2 separate regions of the Mus musculus genome follow, and region 2 is linked to region 1. A link is a contact called in public Hi-C data. All regions are on one chromosome and are shown on one strand. Each heading gives the region's core, a stretch centred on a gene start, on an enhancer-like site or on the middle of the called end of the contact. The rest is flanking DNA. Distances are from core to core; before and after follow the strand shown.

Region 1 (3,256 bases), core at 202-2,701:
GTCTCAGATGCCAGGGACCCAAGAGGTTCCCAGGACCCAACAGGAAGACATTAGCTGAAATACCCAACAAAGTGGAGAGAGAACCTGTAGAGACCATATCTAATGGGTAGGCACAGCTCCCAGTTGAGGAATGGGCCACCTACCTACCTCAAAAATATTAATATGAATTCCTCCTGTCAAAAGGAAATCCAGGGAGTGAAGTAGAACCTAAAGGAAAGGCCATCCAGAGACTGCCCCACCTAGGGATCCATCCCATCTGCTGGCACCAAACCCAGACACTACTGCTGATGCCAATAAGTGCTTACTGACAGGAGACTGGTATAGCTGTCCCCGAGAGGCTCTGCCAGAGACTGACTAACACAGATGTGGATGTATGCAGTCAAACATATATGTATGCAGTGCAGAACCCCAATGGAGAAGTTAGGGCAAGGACTGTAGGAGCTGAAGTGGTTTGTGACCCTATAGGAAGATCAACAATATCAACCAACCAGTTCCTGCAAAGCTCCCAGGGACTAAACTACCAACCAAAGAGTACACATGGGAGGATCTATGGCTCCAGCTAGATATGTACCAGAGGATTGCCTTAGCAGGCATCACTGGGAGGGGAGCCCCTTGGTTCTTTGGAGGCTCCACTACCCAGGGTAGGGGAATGATAGGACGCTGAGGCAGGAGTGGGTGGGTGAGGGGAGTGGGAAGCACCCTCATAGAGGCAGGGAGGAGGGGGAAGAGGATGGGAGCTTGTGGAGGGGAAAGTGGGAAGGGGGTAACATTTGAAATGTGAACAAAATAACCAATAAACGTTAAAAAATTAAATGGAGACTCAAGTAGAGGAAGACAGGACTGTGGGTGGTAATGTGAACAATTTTCTCACTTATAAAGAAAGGCAGTTGGAGATTCAGAATGACTACAATTGTTAGTTTAATGTGGAAAAAAAATGTAACGTGAATTGGAAACATCTGTATTCAGAATTGAAGCTCTAAGGGTCAAGAGAATCCAGAGGTCCAGAGCACTGTGAGTCCTCTTACAGGTTTCTTTGTGTGATGTTGACCCTGGAAGGCTCTGAAGAACAGCTATGGTCTTGACTTCAGAGAGACTTTTCTGGCTCTAGTGAAAGCAAATTCAAGAGAAAATTTGAAAACCAGACTCATTTGTTTTATCATAACAGCAATGGTATCTGCCTCCTGTTTCATTTCCTTTTTGTCCCTATAGCCTCTGTCAGTTTTCAAAATTAAATCTTCCTATTTTTAAGTTAAACTCTGAAGTCTCAACCCAGCTTTGCCCACATTATCCTTTCATAAGTATCTTGCCCCATAACTGTATGTTCTGTTCTCTGAGGTCATTGTTTTTGAGACAGCTGATTTCATCGGCCATCTGTACAAGGATACTTTCCACATGTTCTTAGCTACCCCTTGACCTACTATTCTCCAATTAGTCACACATTTCATCATGTTCAGCCACCCTTCCAAATGAATCACTTTCGTGTCTAAGTGCCACGTAGGAGGCTGTGAGAAAGCCTAGAGTGGAGCAACTTTGCACTTAATGTTTCTTTTAAGGAGACCTCGCCCACATGGCTGTTGAAGACATGACTTCAGTTGACTATTCTCTTGTTCATCCTATTTCACAGCATATGTCTCTATGCTTTTTGACTCTTTCTCAGAATAAGTCCTTGAAGAAATGTGCTGCATTCCTTGCTCTGAGGGTTGTGACATCTTTTCCTGTAAATTGTCCTTTGTCTTTCTTCCATCATAAATATTGCTGTTTTTATGCTTTGTTCCCTTTGAAACTCATTCTGAATCCCCAGTGTGTGATATTAAAAGATGAGCTTAGGTCAAATCGCCTTCCAAGTCAGTGGTTCTCAACCTTTCTAATGTCAATGACACTTTAACACAGCTCTTCATGTTGTGGTGTCCCCCAACCATAAAATAATTTCGTTGCAACTTTATAACTATAATTTTGCTATGAATTATGCCAAGAACCAAATTTACATGCTAAGCTAAATCATTTAGAACACAGAGCCTCTTCTACTCATAAAGATCACATCTTATTATGGGGCCTAAAAAAGCCTTTAAAGCCACATTCTGGTCCAGAGGTCCACCTGGATCAAGTTTTTTTTAAGTCTCTAGTCTTATTTAGCTCACTGGACTGTAAAACATTGTTGCATCTGGCATGACCTATCTCCTCAATAATCTATGTCTTTCCTCTATTGTATCCCAGGTTCTGATATTCATAAAGATCTCAGATGACAAGCAAGTGTCCCTGCTGGCTTCTATGAGTCCATTCATCAGAGACTGACTTCCCTAGTTTCATCTCAGGTTATGCAGCCTTTGCTTCAAAGAGGAATGTGAAGTCATAGCACACACTTAAAGAGCAAGCAGACTGATCCTATCTCCCTCCACGAGTCACAGTCCCATGAGCCAGGCTGTGAGGACTTGTGTTATTCCTTGTTTAAAAGTCAAGCACTATGCATGCTGATTCGTTTGTAATTATCAGATATTTCTTATGCTGGGGGCATAGGTTAGGTTTCTGTGTGTCTTTTCAACTATGATTTCCATTTCTTTTGTATTAAAGTGCAGAACTTAGTGGAGTCTTAAAGGCTGTCTACATTCCTCTCTTCCCACTATTGGCCTAGGTTTCAAGGTTTTAAATTAGAGGAAGCACATATCTCATAGGTCTTCTTTTTCCTTGCCAACTATGAGGAACAACAAGCAAACATCTCCATTTCATCCCGCTATCCTTTTATTTTTTCCTGTCAAATCAGACATGGATGCAGGTCTCTTTTCCATTGTAATTCCTCCCCTTTGTGGAAAGTTCTTACGGTATAGACAGCTGAGCCTCAGTTTTTGGTCTTATTATCCATAACTCAGGCGACTCAGCAGCCTTCATGGTCTGCATACAGTCAAATATACATGTACTTCTCAGGAACTATTTTCATTGTACTCAATATAAGTCATTTGAGGTGCATTCTTATATTTGTTTGACAGATTTATTCATCAAGGAAAAAATGCCACCCAATACCATGTAAAAAAATAAAATTAAATAAAAGAAAAACAGGTTTTAGAGTTCCCCTGAAGACATTTTACTTTCCAAAGGATAATCCTTGTATTTGTGTCTCACTAACCATCATATGGAGCATACAACTGCCAATATAACAACAAAATTACAATCTCCCATCATACACTTACTATCTTCAGGTAGAGGAATCTCAGTTGCCCATGATGTTATCCATGCAATGGCTCTTACCTAACATGTCTTTGGG
Region 2 (3,256 bases), core at 545-3,044, 270 kb before region 1:
CTGGTGGGATTTGAAGTGGCTCATCTAAATCCAGAGTCTTAATCATATCTGTACTCTGAATCAATAGGAGTGCATAGAAGTTGCTTACCAATTCTTGTAAAATATTTTTTGAGTTATATGAACTTTTCAGAGTTATATGAAACCAATATTAGGTCATTTAAAAGCTCTAAGTTCTGGTCTTCTCACAAAGTTGAATGTCATTTTATCACTGATTTCTCTTTTGGGCAAAACGCAGAAGTACTGAGGAACTTCTTCAGATGGTCCCTTTTGCTCTTTCTCTAGGCAGTCATCACTGGTAAACAAATAGACTACACAGTACTCTTTAATTATTTCACAATTTTATTTATGAGCACACATCACTCTTTACCTTCAGATGTTTTCAAGATCAAATGGAAGACAGTCAAGTTCACTCTTTGTTATGTGCAGAGAAAGACAAAAGCTGGAATTATCTGGAATAATTTGGTCATGTACTTCTGGTCATCAGTATGTTACCACATGCTGCACTGAAAGCACGGAAGGGAAGCACTCAGCCTCTTTCTGTATGTTCATGACTCATGTATCCAGGTCAAGTCCCGCTGGGCACTTGTCACTTCATAAACAGCAGGGGGCAACCTTTCCTTTCTGATCTTTCTCTCCACAAAGATGTTCTTGGATTTTGTTGAAGTTCCCAGAGTTCTCTTGGGGCATGTGATACCCAAAGTTGGAAATTATTAAATAGTTTGGATTCATAAAGGGTGAAATATATCCCTATGTTCACAGTCCTCAAAGTATTTGAGAAATTCTTAGGTGAGTAAGTTTAAAATCCAAATAGCAAAACTGAAGTTAGTGAATTTGTTGTTAATTTACAAAGCTGAAGGAAAATATTTTTTGAAATAAAGTGACCCAACAATCCCCACAATTTCAAACAGTTTGCAGTGAGATGAGTAAAAGATGCCAATTTGACAACTATGAAGGTCTAACAGAATGCTTTCTGCATTTCTGCAGGTTCTATACATGTATGACTGAACTTCAATGTGGATTGCTTGTATGTGTGTATATATCTATCCCATAATCTCCAGCATCAGATGTTTTTCTTTTCTTGTCTTTCTAGAGGGTTTGCAACTTCAGTGTATGAAAGTACCAGGATTTGTATGGTCTTCTTTGTACCATGTGTCCTTGTCAAATGAAGTTCACACTTGTCTAACTGGAGAAGATTGCTTAGAGAGTATAAGACATGTTTTCCCACGAAACAAATATAGGTATCTTGGTATTATCCTAACTTAATATCTGATAGGTAAACATTCTTTTAAAAGTTTATCTTGTCTGTGTTCATTTTTAGACATAATAGCTAATAATTCTTACAAAGAAAATTGTAAGTCTAAAACTATTTTGTGTTTTAGAATAATTTTTTTCTTTGCAAGAAATAAAACATTTCTAATATTTTAAATTTTAAACAATCTCTGTGTTTTATTTTTGAACTTGGAAGAAAATACAAAGTTACTTATAAGAAACATTTATTCACTTAAAGTAAGTTTTTGCAGACTGCATTTTACTGTTGAATGAGTGCCATAAAGCCTTCTAAAATCGCTGAATCCTGGAACTCTATCTGTGCTGTGGAGTATCTTGTTTGTGCCAGTATCTCACTGCTCTCAAAGGTCCTTTCCTGGCTGCAGTTTAGTATGACTACCTCCTGTTTTTCTCTCCAAGTGCCTCCCATGGAAATTCTTGAAAAATAAAGCAACGTTTCAACCCACACTTTAATGAGTGGACTGGAATCTCTATTCCATTAGCTATCTCAGAAGTGACTCATAGAATTGTCTAGCCTGTGCTTTCCTAACATTTTCCATCCACTCTAAGTTATTTCTTCATCTTTACTACTTGAGTGCTTTACATATTTGCCAGCTGAAGAACTGGAAATAAATGAGATCTATAGTTTCAAATTTGAATGTGTTGTTTGGGCTTTTAAAATGAAGCCCTGGTGATCTAGTATCTGGCAGAAATACCTTCAGAAAATTGGGCAGTTAGAATACAAGTTACTCAGCTACAATTTGCTTACTGTGAAGGCAAGCCCATGCAGTCTACTGTTTTCTTTTGTATCCATTCCTTTATTTGTTACCATTTGTTTCTGTGGAAGCACCTTTAGACACCCAAAGTATCTAGGTACTTCATTCAAAACAAGTACTGCCCTATCAGATAGGGTAGTGTCAGAAATACAAGACAAATGGGACATTACGATTGAGGAGGCTTCAAGTGTGTTCCCTGAGACAACGAAAGGAGGTGGAGCATACACTAATGAGCTGATCACTCGTTTACTTCATGGAGATTCTCACGTTCACATGAGAAATATGTGTAAATGCTATAGAGGACTGAGAAATTATTAAAAAAAAAGAAACAACTGATAAAAGTCATCTCCTTGTTGACACACATCTAAAATCTCTGCTCCCTTCACTTTAGCATTCCACTTTACCCGTAACCCAGAAGCTATGTCTCAGACACGTTCTTGATCAGCAGCAGAGTGCTTTGTGGGGAGACATGGAATAAATGACTCAGGATCTTGGCAGTTCCGCTGTGGCAGTTGTTGCGGTATGTGACCTCCTGAAAATCAGTTATTTCAGCTCAAGTTCAAGTTTTCTCTCTAAAAAAATTATAGTGTTTTCTGACTTGTCTATCACATGATATTTTTTGTTTTGAGCATCAAATGAAAGAGTATGGGAGTAGAGGGAAGCCCTATAGATGGTTCCGTTTGTCTTAGCTTTCTATTGAGGGACAGACTCTGAAATTACAAGCTGGAAAGAGTTTTTAAGGACTTTGTTAGGTAAAGTAGAGCTAACTTCCCCCCTCCCCCCAGGCTTTGGGGAATAGGACATTTGCGCATCGTGCAGCCTATCTAAGCAGACAGATGCTTACAATGATGAACAACAATTGACAGAAAAATACATTCCTTCTTAAATAAGACCATAGGAAGTTTGTGTTATCCTAGCATAACTTACCTTGCTCTTTAGGCTTTTAAGAGCTGACTATTGTTTGTTGCCTTAGAAACAAAAGGCTGGGGAATTAAACAAAGAGAATTAAAGGTCTTTACTGGTCCTACAAGTGATAACTTACTATGCTTTGAAAAAAACTCTACATGTCAAATTATATTTAATAAGATATTTGGGTAGAGAAAACTAGTAGCATGGAAAATATTGTTATATAAAAATATGTTTTGTAGTACTAGAATAATGATATTTTTGACTGAAGCAGGTAGTTTCTCACTATGTATTGAGCATTTTTTTCC

The links. A called contact is a pair of places that touch in the nucleus more often than the background predicts.
Region 2: a contact with region 1 is called in a Hi-C map of muscle stem cells, with 4 times the contacts expected there. The contact joins two enhancer-like sites. A contact is called at or near these places in 1 of 15 datasets of contacts at CTCF or cohesin (the NIH/3T3 cell line), 2 of 484 Hi-C or Micro-C datasets (muscle stem cells and uterus) and 1 of 115 datasets of contacts at active chromatin or transcription factors (embryonic fibroblasts).

The regions. Positions count from the first base shown.
Region 1 is chr1:45,354,321-45,357,576 of GRCm38.p6, reverse strand. No RefSeq gene overlaps it. Among named protein-coding and RNA genes, the nearest start is that of Col3a1, 44 kb to the right of the region's middle. Within about 2 kb of position 1,451, at least 53 of the 459 cell types and tissues checked have an H3K27ac peak or open chromatin away from gene starts, as enhancers often do. A contact at or near this core is called in the NIH/3T3 cell line, embryonic fibroblasts, muscle stem cells and 1 more, where this site is marked.
Region 2 is chr1:45,625,394-45,628,649 of GRCm38.p6, reverse strand. No RefSeq gene overlaps it. Among named protein-coding and RNA genes, the nearest start is that of Gm23216, 59 kb to the left of the region's middle. Within about 2 kb of position 1,794, at least 57 of the 459 cell types and tissues checked have an H3K27ac peak or open chromatin away from gene starts, as enhancers often do. A contact at or near this core is called in the NIH/3T3 cell line, embryonic fibroblasts, muscle stem cells and 1 more, where this site is marked.